Linked DNA regions of Oncorhynchus mykiss: region 1 is linked to region 2. A link is a contact called in public Hi-C data. All regions are on one chromosome and are shown on one strand. The core of a region is the stretch at or near the end of the contact, and the rest is flanking DNA. Distances in the headings are between cores, read along the strand shown. Region 1 holds the start of cxxc1b (CXXC-type zinc finger protein 1b). Region 2 holds the start of LOC110494567 (host cell factor 1).

The links. Hi-C and Micro-C count contacts between places; a contact is called where the count stands out from the background.
Region 1: a Hi-C map of liver shows a contact between it and region 2, with 3 times the contacts expected there. The contact joins the promoter of cxxc1b here to the promoter of LOC110494567 in region 2. A contact is called at or near these places in 2 of 3 Hi-C or Micro-C datasets (blood and liver).

Annotation. Positions count from the first base shown.
Region 1 is chr17:74,933,580-74,940,190 of USDA_OmykA_1.1, forward strand. cxxc1b (CXXC-type zinc finger protein 1b) reads left to right here and starts at 4,189. Exons shown (of 14, transcript XM_021569751.2): 1 at 4,189-4,339; 2 at 5,345-5,457; 3 at 5,575-5,675; 4 at 5,768-5,910; 5 at 6,028-6,183; 6 at 6,285-6,431. The coding sequence starts at 4,337.
Region 2 is chr17:74,806,280-74,813,192 of USDA_OmykA_1.1, forward strand. It overlaps LOC110494567 (host cell factor 1), which reads right to left and starts at 2,254. Exons shown (of 28, transcript XM_036950651.1): 1 at 1,952-2,254; 2 at 606-806. The coding sequence starts at 801.

The sequences.
Region 1 (6,611 bases), core at 2,939-5,438, 130 kb after region 2:
TTTATTACTTTGGTTATCAGCAAAATGGAGGAAATCTGAGAAAATAGGCATCCTTGTGAGTTTTTTGGGACTTTTTCTGCAGAGGCATTACAAGGAATCCTGTCCATGACTCGTTTCTCACCGGCACGTGATTTGAATGTGACTGAAGGAGTGTGATGGTTGTTTGATTTACTTTTATATTTTGTCGTGTCCCCGTACTGTAGGTGGCGGCAATACACAAATAGGTGTAGTCTGCCATAAGAAGAAGAAAGGTTGGTCAGAGTGTTGTTCAACTGTTGCGGGAAACTGAAATGCTGATTGTGAAGAAGGTGGATTTTATGGTGTTTATTGTGCACGTGGTTAATTGGATTGCACAAATGAACAAAAGGTCCAAGAAACTGGACATAATAGTATCTGTGGCTGAAAGGTTTTTGGGTTTCCAGGATTTTACAGCCAAAACATTGCAAAGAATACTGTCTTTCTTCTCAGGCCTGTAGGGAGGGGCATTGGTAGTTGAATCTGAATAAAGGAGTACATTGAGTTGTATTTTTGTTTATTTAGTTTAGTTTTATTTAGTTAATTATTTGTCTTATATATAACCAAAACAGCATGCAACTATACACAGCATTTGTTTGTGGACCAGCATAATATCAGAAAAGAAGACCCATTACAGGAGTTGGCTGTAATACACCAATAGGTGTAGTCTGCCATAAAACTTTAAAGAGGCAGGTGTGTTTTGCTGCCACTGCTCTTCCTCAACAACAAAAAATGTCCTCTGTGTCATCACAACTTTTGGAGATATTTCAACAAAACGATTTTATGGTAAGTTGATCTAAATTTTGACAAAGTTGTAGATATATTCCAATGAAGTTAACGTATATCTATAATTATTTTTTACATATACAGGTAGGAAAGCCTTAAGAGAAATAATCCACTTGTTGATAATTTGTTGTTAAAATGTTGATAATATTTTGTTAACGTTAATATGTTGGATGAGTGTGTTGGGGGCAACTCTTCCCTCCTTACTTGGGGGTAACTGGCCCCTGCGGGCTAGTTACCCCTTTATGATTATGGATGTGTTTCTACCTGTCATTTAGACAATGACTAGCCCAGTTAGAGCTAGTTTATAATAACTTGCTAGCTAGTAACCTCATTGGCAGTAAATGCTAGCCTGCTAGCTAGTTAGAATAAGCTGCTAGGAGTGCTAGCTAGCAACCTTATTACCAGATCGTCTTATTGTAAAATACATTAAAAAGATAACATAACTTAATTGCAGTTGTAAATGTTTCCACTAGTGACTGATAGATTTACAGATAAAATTACTTTATAGCCTTTTAGCTATTTTACACAGCATTTTATGCCATATAGTTAGATAGCTAACTATGTTTTTAAGAGAGAGCTTGACAATTGGTATCTCTCCTCCCCCTGTTTTCAGTCACAGGATTAGGTGTGAGCAGTGCAGGAGGTGGGCTCATGAGTTGTGCTACAATTTTACTGGGGGTAGCTTTATTTGGGCGCAGTGGTCTAAGGCACTGCATCTCAGTGCATCTCAGTGCTAGAGGCGTCACAACAGACACTGGTTCGATACCGGGCTGTATCACAACCGGCCGTGATCAGGAGTCCCATAGGGCGGAGCACAATCGGCCCAGCATTGTCCGGGTTAGGGGAGGGTTTGGCCCGGGGTAGGCCATCATTGTAAAATAATTATTTGTTATTAGCTAACTTGCTTAGTTAAATAAAGAAATATAAAAATATCCAATTTGTATCCTACAGTGCATTTGGAAATTATTCAGACCCCTTATTCTTTGTTATGTTACAGCCTTATTCTAAAATTGATTAAATAAATTGTTTCCTCATCAATCTACACACAATACCCCATAATGACAAAGCGCAAACAGGTTTTAATACGTTTTCTGGAAATGTATTCAAAATAAAAACAGAAATACCTTATTTACATAAGTATTTAGACTCTTTGTTATGAGCCTCAAAATTGAGCTCAGGTGCATCCTGTTTCCATTGATCATCCTTGAGATCTTTCTACAACTTGATTGGAGTCCATCTGTGGTGCATTCAATTGATTGGACCTGATTTGGAAATGCACACACCTGTCTATATAAGTTCCCACAGTTCACAGTGCATGTCAGAGCAAAAACCAAGTCATGAAGTCGAAGGAATTGTCGAGGCACACATCTGGGGAAGGGTACCAAACATTTGTACAGCATTGAAAGTCCCAAAGTCCCAGTTAGTAACTCTTCCTAGAGCTGGCCGCCCAGCTAAACTGAGTAATCGGGGGAGAAGGACCTTGGTCAGGGAGGTGACCAAGAACCCGATGGTCACTCTGACAGAGCTCTGGAGTTCCTCTGTGAAAATCTATGCAAACACTGTACATAGATTTTTCTATTGTGTTATTGACTGTACGTTTGTTTGTGTAACTCTGTTTCTTTTTGTCGCACTGCTTTGCTTGATCTTGGCCAGGTCGCAGTTGTAAATGAGAACTTGTTCTCAACTGGCCTACCTGGTTAAATAAAGGTTAAATAAAAATTAAATAGAAAAAGATGGGAGAACCTTTCAAAGGACAAACATACCGGGCCTTTATGGTAGAGAGGCCAGATGTAAGCCACAGCTCGCTTGGAGTTTGCCAAAAGGCACCTAAAGAATCTCAGACCATGAGAAACAAGATTCTCTGGCCTGAAGAAACCAAGATTGAACCCTTTGGCCTGAATCCCAAGCGTCACGTCTGGAGAACCTGTCACGGTCCCTATGGTGAAGCATGGTGGTGGCATGTCAGGATCGAGGGAAAGATGAACGGAGCAAAGTACAGACAGATCCTCAAAGAAAACCTGCTCCAGAACGCTCAGGACCTCAGACTGACACGAAGGTTCACCTTCCAACAGGACAATGACCTTAAGCACACAGCCAAGATTATACAGGAGTGGCTTCGGGACAAGTCTCTGAATGTCCTTGAGTGGCCCAGCCAGAGCCCGGACTTGAACCCGATCGAACATCTCTGGAGAGACCTGAGAAAAGCTGTGCAGCGAGGCTTCCCATCCAACCTGACAGAGCTTTAAAGGATCTGCAGAAAAGAATGTGAGAAACTCCCAAAATACAGGTGTGCCAAGCTTGTAGCATCATACCCAAGGAGACTCGAGGCTGTAATCGCTGCCAAAGGTACTTCAACAAAGTACTGAGTAATGTGTCTGAATACTTATGTAAATGTGATATTTAAGTTTTTTTTATTTTATAGATTTGCTAAAATATCTCAAAAACTTTTTTTGCTTCGTCATTATGGGGTATTGTGTGTAGATTGATGAGGAAAAAGTATATTTGATCCATTTTAGAATAAGGCTGTAACATAACAAAATGTGGAAAATGTCAAGAGGTCTGAATACTTTCCGAATGCACTGTATGTACAAATTACAATAATGCAATAGCAGAGCATAAGAGAGTATCCACATCAATGTTACACTGTTATTGTTATGAAATGTTATATTACAATGTTATTTATTGTTATTAGTGATATTCCACTCAAATTGTATATTCCAATGAATCTTTTGTTTATGAATTAAAAACAACTGTTGATAACCTTTTGCTCCTGAATGTCATTTTAAAGATTGCTGGGATTTAAAATCTTGCATTATTCACATACTTAGTGCAATTGTACATAATGGACTGTATGTAAAAGGAACAACAAAGAAAGAACAAAGAAAATTCATATTAAGTTAAAAAGAGGGACTAATTTTATATATCTGAGCCTCTCTTGCCTCTCTCTGCACCTGGCATCCACCAAACTGCATTTGGTGGATGCCAGGTGCAGAGAGAGGCAAGAGAGGCTCAGATATATAAAATTAGTCATGATGTATCAATACAGAGGCTGTAAAACAGATTGGTGGAACTACAGTGTGGAATGATGGCGCTGCTATGGCTGCTCTAGTAGTAAGTGGACCTAATGTCGGGGCTGGTGTTTCTGCTGGCCCTGGCATGGTTTCGAGGCCTCTTCAGGAATTTTGCGCTCATGAATGTGTGGTGTCAAAGGACTTCATAGCTTTTATTGGTAAGGTTACCAATACGACTCGGGGGATTTATTTGTTTTGTTATTTTCATGGTCGTACAGAATTGGGCAGATCATTAGTAATCGTACATTCCAACACAGTAGGTGGCGGCATGCAATTAAACGATTGCTTGTGGACCGCCATGATAGCATGGAATACAACTTTAAAGAAGAAGAATGTTTGGTCCAACATCCGAGTTCAGCCGATTATTTGATTTCCGGCGTCGTCAACACAGATTGCGACCCTGAGCAGTTATTTAGCTAGGTACTATCGTTGAAGTTTGATCGAGGATTGCAAATACATCACAAATGGTACCGTTAGTTAGCTAAATTAATGAAAATACATGCGTTTTGGTTTGTGTGAATTTCATGGTTAGTTGCCTAACATAGCAATTGTCTAGATTAGTGTCTTCGCATTTGCTAAACCGGCTAATGCTAGCCAACACTTTTAGCAAGCTAACGGTAGCTAGCCAGTCGCAATGGAAATGCAACAGCTTGCCGACTCTTTTCAGACTTTTAGCTTGTTACCGTTTGTTAGTTAAGCATTCGCTATCTGTTTTATGTCTCAGGGTATAGCTAGCGAAGTAGCCATCTGGAATAGCGAGATATAGCTAGCGAAGTTGCCATCTGGAATGCGAAATCATTTTTTTTTAACCAACAATAGATTGTATAGTTTGGGCAGACTAGTATGTCCGACTCGACGTAGAATAGACCGTAGTATAATAACTTTAGATATTAATGTTTGCCATCCGATTAGTTGTTTTCGACATAATAATGATGATTAGCCGATCAGATCGAACCTCCAGCGGCATAACGTTACCGAAGTACTGTAACTAGCTTGTACTCTGGAGATCGAGCCTACAGTCCATTGAAATCATGGTACATTTATTTTCAACCAACCTTTATTTGGCTATACTTACACTGGCGTGTCCAGTTCCATGGGTAACTCCAAAAGCTAGAGAATATTAAATCCACTATTTTGTATCGAGTTAGAAATGGCTTGTTGCATGTGTGTACATCTGTGTTTGGGTTGTATGCGAGATATCTGACAGCTAAAATGCTGAGGGAACTCCGTGCAAAAAGTGGATTTAATATTTTAATGAATATTCTCTGGTTATGAGTTCCATCTGCAAATGGAAACATATGTCTAAGACAGTGCCTAACAAATCGAGAATGAAAAAAGTATCGACAAGTAAAGGATGGTTGAAAATGAAACTGCTATGCTTTCAATGGATCCTCGGATCGACCTCCAATACAAGCAATATTCGTTATGGCGCTGTAGGTTGTCTGATTGGCTAGATGATGATTATCTTCCAGGACAGTGAAGTGTCAGACTTTGAGCCCGCACCAGGGCTTGAGAGCAGTATGGAGGGCGAGAATGCACCAGTGTACTGCATTTGTCGAAAACCTGACATCAATTGCTTCATGATGTGAGTTTAATCAGATGATCATAACAGCAACACCTTCAACACAAGTAATCATAACATGACCTTGAAATGTTACATAACCTTAATTTCATGGGGCTCATATCTGTGTTTTTCTTGTAGTGGTTGTGACAACTGTAATGAGTGGTTTCATGGTAACTGCATCAATCTCACAGAGAAGATGGCCAAAGCTATCAGGCAGTGGTACTGCCTGCGATGCCGAGGTGAGGTTTTTGTTTCCCATTCACTATCATCCACATGGGTATCAGTCACATGTGCTTACTAACCTTACATGATGTCTGTTGCTTTTGATTAGACAAAAACCCATCATTGGAGATAAAATACCGTCCAAAGAAGAGCCGTGAAAAGGAGGCAGAGGGCCAGAGAGAGCCAGAGAGAAAATTTGAAAGACAAAACAGCACTCCAGATTATAAATCTGAAAGGCGCCGTGGATCAAAGGTTCGTTATTTTACATCTAAATGTTATGTCCCCATTTTCCTTCAATGTATATCTAAAATTGTGTGTCTTTGGAACTATTCTGTTGGCAAACATATCTTTGTCTCTTGTTTGTCTCAGGTTAAGCGCTCTGCTCGTATGTGTGGAGAGTGCGAGCCCTGCTTGAGGACTGAGGACTGCGCCACATGCGACTTCTGCAAGGACATGAAGAAATTTGGGGGTCCCAACAAAATAAGACAGAAGTGTCGATTTAGGCAGTGTGACGTCCGAGCCAGGGTGAGTTCCTAATGAGACTAAGCCAACACTTTTTTTTGCTTACATCTTTTGAACGGGTGTAGTCTTGCAAACTGTGACACAATGCTGCTTATTCTCTGCAGAAAATGTTGCGTGTGAAGGATGAAGAGTTTAATTTGCGTGAAAGGCGGGATAATTCCTACCACCGGAGAAGACGATATTCAGACGACTACGATAGTGAGGCAGAACTCTATGAAAAGTACAAGGCAGCGGGATATGACGACAACATGGTATTGCAGTAGATGAGAAATATGGCTGAAGATTCTATCAATAACTATTTGAAATACATTCAAAATACAGATCCTTATTATTGTCCTACTGTTGATCTTACACTCCCATATCCACTTGTTCTTTAGCTTGAATAGCACTTTTTCAAGTATTTTGAATGTTTATCTTATTGTTTCTGTTCA
Region 2 (6,913 bases), core at 1,004-3,503:
GTGTTAGGTGGTCAAGTGCTAGGTTGGCCTATGATGTGAGGTGTGAAGCGAATGCTCTTTTGAGTAAATATTTACTTGAGCACGATCCAAGCATCTCTGACAAATGCAGCCTGCATCTTCAGGCCAGGTCTGTCACCTGAGAAGTGCATGTTGTATATTCTATACATTGTACTTATATCTGAAATAACCCAAAGATGAAAAACAACAACTGAAATGTCAATTGTAATATAATTTCTCCCTCATAAAAACTAAACATAGACAACAAGAATAATGTTTGGCTGTACAAATTGACTACATGAGTCACACTATCATAAAACATGGGAATTGCTGCAATCAACTGTCTTTCTTGTGAACAAAATGTTCAAATAGTCCTAACTAACTTTCCTACTCAGGAAAATATCAGTAGTCATGTGAACAGAAATTGCGTGCATCCATTACAACATGCACATGTGATACAGCATAATTTAGTGTTCATAACAATACTCCTGTCGTCCATTTTATTTTAGCGCGCCATTTTTATTTGTGCGCTTTCAGTTCTGTACCACCAGACGGCGACAGTTTCTCAGGTAATATGTCAGGCTACATTTCCCGCTAAATTATCTTACCTGTGTTGTAGACATGCAATTCATCCACAATTCCTTCATTTCCTCCTCCAAAAACCACCATCAATTCCTTTATAGCAACGGCTCTGTGACCATGTCTTGGCCGAGGCACAGGCCCAGACCATCCTAGAACCCGCTTCCATCGTGGCTGCAGAGTTGAGCCTGTGGTCCCAGACACCATTGAACCAGGAAATGTCATGTCCTCTTCAGATGGGAAAAAAATAGAGCTAAAAGAGCATTCCAAAACAATATTGACAAGTTCTGATCAGGTCTATTGTTGAAGTGAAGCCAAAACACATTTTGCAAAGTGAAGACTGCACGTGCAATCGATTGCTGGGACCAAAACCGATGCATGTGAAAAATAATATTGTAATTGTAAACTCCAGGGAAGCAGCCATTTTTACTAACGCTTCACAAAAAGGAAAAGCCGGCTATTATTACCACAATAATAACTAAATATACTTATAAATATGTATTCGACACCAGAACTCAACCTGTAACAAAGGTGTATTGTATTTCCTTCTAAATGTCATGTTTTTTGCCGTAGCATTTTGCAGTTAAAACTCTGAAGTAATCAGAGTGCCACTCCATGGGAGCCGCCATCTTGTAACAACCAAACAAACCTCCGCCAGTCTGAAAAATGGCGGAAGAGAATACAAATGAAAAAGACAAATAATACCGGTGTTAGATTAAACCTTAATTTAGCTACTGCTTCACCAAGAACGTACACCAGCCATGTCCCACTAAAGCCATATTGGTAAATCTGTGGATGAAGTCTACCACAATTAAATACTCGTAAAGCATTTGTAATTAGACCCCTGTTTACTGTGGATTGCTATTTTCATGCTTCTCTGGGAGTCGCCATATTGACACATTCATTCAATCTGTCGCCGCTTCTGCTTCACATTAACATTATATACACCTTTAAATAGGAATCGAATACAAGTCAGATGCACACCATCACTTGAAATTGGGAATTTTCGCAACACAACAATTACAAAACCGCGCATCCACAATAGAGTAATGGCTAACTAGCTAGGTTAACGTAGCCAGCTGGCTAACAATGCTAGCTTGCGAGGAAACGGTACTAGTACAGCGTCATGCACCGATTACATGCAATTCAGTTAGATAAATATACATGTATTATATAGCCAGTGTAATTAAATTCAACATATATCGTATTCAAATAAGCCGAATTATATTCAATATCATACAACGTGTTGTCATTTATCATGCCGTGTCTGAAATCGGCCTACATTTAAGCTCCCTCAAGAAAAATGGCCGAGCAGTCTGCCACAACAAAACCCCTATAGTCACAAAACCTGATGTCCATAATACGAATTACTTACTTCGTTCGACGCACTATTTCCAATGAGATGATTTCAGGGTCTATTCTTGAATCACTAGTCCAAGTTCATTCGATTTGTGATTAAGTATTCCCTCTCATGCCTGCCTGGAAGCTGCCATCTTCTTGACAACCAAAAGTGGAGGAAAATACAGCGATTTGGCGTCACCCACAACAAACATGGCGACTGGTATAGAACCTGTATCAATTAATGCATATTAGAGTAAACTAACCGTGCATTTTCAATTCAAAACAACCTACACCATTTCGTTTGAGATATTTGAAATGGACATTTACATTTAGACATTGAAACATTTTCTTTAGCTCGTTGGAAGTTATCATACTTGCACAGGCTACATTGTCCCCTACTAAAGATGGCGGCCTACACAACAAACTCATTGCAGATTTCTCTCAGTTTAGTACACGATTAAATAAATATAAGATATGTGCTATTGGTGTTCCCTAAATTACGTATAACAAAACACAAAATCAACTGTGCATTATGAACATTTTATTTTTGGGGACTATACAGTACCATTCAACAACCCAGTGGATGCTAATTGCCATGTACCCCCCACACTTTCAATAAGTGACAAAGCCATGGCGCATTTCCAGGCAGGGTTTACCCAAAGTGGGCCACTGGCACTTTTCAGCGTTCATATACACAGGCTAAAATAGTGGTTAACTAATACCCACCTCACAATGCAACTTGTTTGATTATGCAGAGCTCTTCACAAGTCCTCACTGTCAGCCCTAGCTATGGAAACACAATTTCCTTAGTACAGTACAGTGGCGACTCGTCAGGTGGGGCTCTGTTTGGTGGGGCTCTGTTTGGGGCCCCACCTGTTTAGCTAAAGAAAGGCTCAGCTTGAGTCAGCAGCTTGAGCACACACTTCCTACCAAGCTCTGCATACCAACTTTTGAAAGATAGTGAATGTGTATTATTTTGAACTACCAAATTAATACGTTGTTTGCTAAAAACACCAGGTTATTGATAATTTGTATTATATTTTCCTAAATTTAACAGAGTGCCGACAGAAAGAGATATCTTTTGGCTACCTCCTCAGCTAGCAATGCTCAGGCATCATCCAATGTTGTTACACAGGAGGCAAAATATTGATTGACAACTGCCACAACTATACTGGCCTGGCAGACTCTATGACAGAGATGCCATAGAGAAAATGCTCGGCGACAACGTAACTAAAATCGAAAGCTTAGCAAAAACTGTTGCCTTTGCATGCATGGAAATCAAGGATGTTAATAAGAAGAAGGTCGCCCACATCGAAAAGCGAGTTGAAAAGGAGGAGGGAAAGATGGTCTTGTGTCAAAGAAGAATCGCGGAACTTGGAAGCTACTCCAGAAGGTGGAATCTGAGACTGTAGGGAGTTCCCAAGGCAGATGAGGAGAATGTGCGGCAAGAGATCATCAAAGTCTGCCGAGCTATCCTACCTGAGGAGAAGGCTAAGCTAACAGATGTTGTCGACACTGTACATCGCCTCGGCACGAGAAGGCAGGGTGACTCCATGCCCAGAGGTTTCATTCTCCAGTTCACATCACGGTTCTACAAGGATGCCACTTGGAAAGCAGCCAAGAAATCTACCTTCGTCCACGACAACAACCTGCGGTTTGCTGAAGACCTCTCGAAAGCAGACAGAGAAAGGAGAGAGAAACTGTGGCCAGCTGTGGGAAAAGATGAGAAAACGGCTTACTTTATCGGAGGGCGCGCTTTCATCAACGGATCCGAAATCAACCTTCCTCCTTGAGGACAGTCATAGACTGTGCCTGGTGGTCAACATAGGCTACCTAGATAGCTACCTCTGATGTGAGCAGATCCCACTCCCGGCTCTAAGGTGATTTAACTTTCGTTCTAATTGCACAGGACTACTGGAGTAATGGATATTTACTATTTTATTTGTTCTCTCACTTGTTCTCTCACTTCTGATATTTTTACCTGCAGTATAGGCAGTGAGCAAGCTCTTTGTTGTTTCTTGTTCTGGGAGTTATCTTTGTTATGCTAAACTATTCTCACTCAATCATTTATATCTATATGGTGTGCAACACTGGTTTCTTTTCCATCTTATTTGCGATTGTTGTTTAGCTCGTAATACTTTCTGTTCTCTATTCCACTTTGTTGTTGTGTATAGTTTCACTCAATGCTATTTTCAAGAGTCTCATTCAGTTTCTACCAACGTCAACTTCTGGAGATCTCAGTGGGGAAATTATGTATGGCTCTCTCATGGTTCTGAACACTCTGCTGCAGTTATCACTCTAAAGAATCATTTCAATGGAAGTATTTTGCACTCCGACTGTGACACTTTTGGTCACTTACTTTGTCTTGTTATCAACTGTAACAACATCATTATTATTATTACTAACATTTATGGGTACAATTCCAAACTTGAAAATTATCAGTTACTTGAATCTTTAGAAAAGCGTATTCTCCATTGGCTAACCAAGGTCCCTAATGTTCCCTAATGCTTTGGGGATTTTAATATTTATCAGAATAATTTAATTGATAGATGGCCTCTGGGACAGTCCACTTCTATGAATACAAGTTTGAGGCAGTTTATGGAAAGGCTTGGTATTATAGATATTTGGAGAGTAAAGTTTCCTAATGACAAGTCTTTCACTTAGAGTAATAAGGCACGTTCCAGACAATCATGCATATATTTTTGGCTGGTGTCTAAATGTTTTGATAAACAGGGTATTTCTGTTAACATCCTTGCCACTCCCCTTACTGATTATAGAGCTATTTATATTGACATTAAACGTTTTATCTCTGATAATGGCCTTGGCAGAGCATCCAACTGGAAGCTTAATAGCTCTATATTAAAAGATGAGTTGGTCAAGATGGAGATAAACAATTTAATTACACACTTCTGGAACAAAGCTATAAATGACAATTCATACAGTAATAACTGGGAGCTTTTTAAATATGGGAGTATATAACAAAATATGGGAGTATTCTTGCCAAGACGAGGAGAGCTGAAGAAGAAAGTGTAATTACAAAGATCACCGCTCTTGTTCAAAAGCCTGTTGAAAGTCTCTCAGAGGATGACAAATCTGTTCTGTTTGAGCTACAACTTGGATGATATGTATAAACTGAAAGCAGTCAGATCTAGGAAGAAGTGGCTAGAGGAGGGTGAACAAAATTCATCTTATTTTTTCAGGTTAGAAAAATACAACTCCAAAAATAATACAATTCAACATTTAAATACTATTGGTCTCATCACAGATGATCCCAAATTAATCTCTAACTTTAGTTGCAACTTCTACAGGAATTTATATAGTTCTAAGTATTGTGAAGTTTTCTCAACTCTTTTCTTTGACTCTCTGGGGGATGTGAAAACAATTGGGGAGGCTGAGAGGGAACAGTGTGATGACCCTATTATAGTTGAAGAGATAATTTATTCTATTTAACACCCGAAAAATAATAAGTCTCCTGGGACTGATGGTATATCTACTGAGTTTTACAAAACTTTTTCTCAACAGTTAGCCCCATTTCTGTTGTAGGTATTTTCTGAAAGCATTGCTTCCAGAAAATTGGAACGGAAATGGCGCCACACCAAACTGGAAGTCTTCCGACTAGCTTGGAAAGACAGTACTGTGCAGTACCGAAGAGCCCTTACTGCTGCTCGATCATCCTATTTTTCTAACTTAATTGAGGAAAATAAGAACAATCCGAAATTCCTTTTTGATACTGTCGCAAAGCTAACTAAAAAGCAGCATTCCCCAAGAGAGGATGACTTTCACTTTAGCAGTGATAAATTCATGAACTTCTTTGAGGAAAAGATTATGATTATTAGAAAGCAAATTACGGACTCCTCTTTAAATCTGCGTATTCCTTCAAAGCTCAGTTGTCCTGAGTCTGCACAACTCTGCCAGGACCTAGGATCAAGCGAGACGCTCAAGTGTTTTAGTACTATATCTCTTGACACAATGATGAAAATAATCATGGCCTCTAAACCTTCAAGCTGCATACTGGATCCTATTCCAACTAAACTACTGAAAGAGCTGCTTCCTGTGCTTGGCCCTCCTATGTTGAACATAATAAACAGCTCTCTATCCACCGGATGTGTACCAAACTCACTAAAAGTGGCAGTAATAAAACCTCTCTTGAAAAAGCCAAACCTTGACCCAGAAAATATAAAAAACTATCGGCCTAAATCGAATCTTCCATTCCTCTCAAACATTTTAGAAAAGGCTGTTGCGCAGCAACTCACTGCCTTCCTGAAGACAAACAATGTATACGAAATGCTTCAGTCTGGTTTTAGACCCCATCATAGCACTGAGACGACACTTGTGAAGGTGGTAAATTACATTTTAATGGCATCGGACCGAGGCTCTGCATCTGTCCTCGTGCTCCTAGACCTTAGTGCTGCTTTTGATACCATCGATCACCACATTATTTTGGAGAGATTGGAAACCCAAATTGGTCTACATGGACAAGTTCTGCCCTGGTTTAGATCTTATCTGTCAGAAAGATATCAGTTTGTCTCTGTGAATGGTTTGTCCTCTGACAAATCAACTGTAAATTTCGGTGTTCCTCAAGGTTTCGTTTTAGGACCACTATTGTTTTCACTATATATTTTACCTCTTGGGGATGTTATTCGAAAGCATAATGTTAACTTTCACTGCTATGCGAATGACACACAGCTGTACATTTCAATGAAACATGGTGAAGCCCCAAAATTGCCCTTGCTAGAAGCATGCGTTTCAGACATAAGGAAGTGGATGGCTGCAAACTTTCTACTTTTAAACTCGGACAAAACAGAGATGCTTGTTCTAGGTCCCAAGAAACAAAGAGATCTTCTGTTGGAATCTGACAATTAATCTTAATGGTTGTACAGTCGTCTCAAATAAAACTGTGAAGGACCTCGGCGTTACTCTGGACCCTGATCTCTCTTTTGAAGAACATATCAAGACCATTTCAAGGACAGCTTTTTTCCATCTACGTAACATTGCA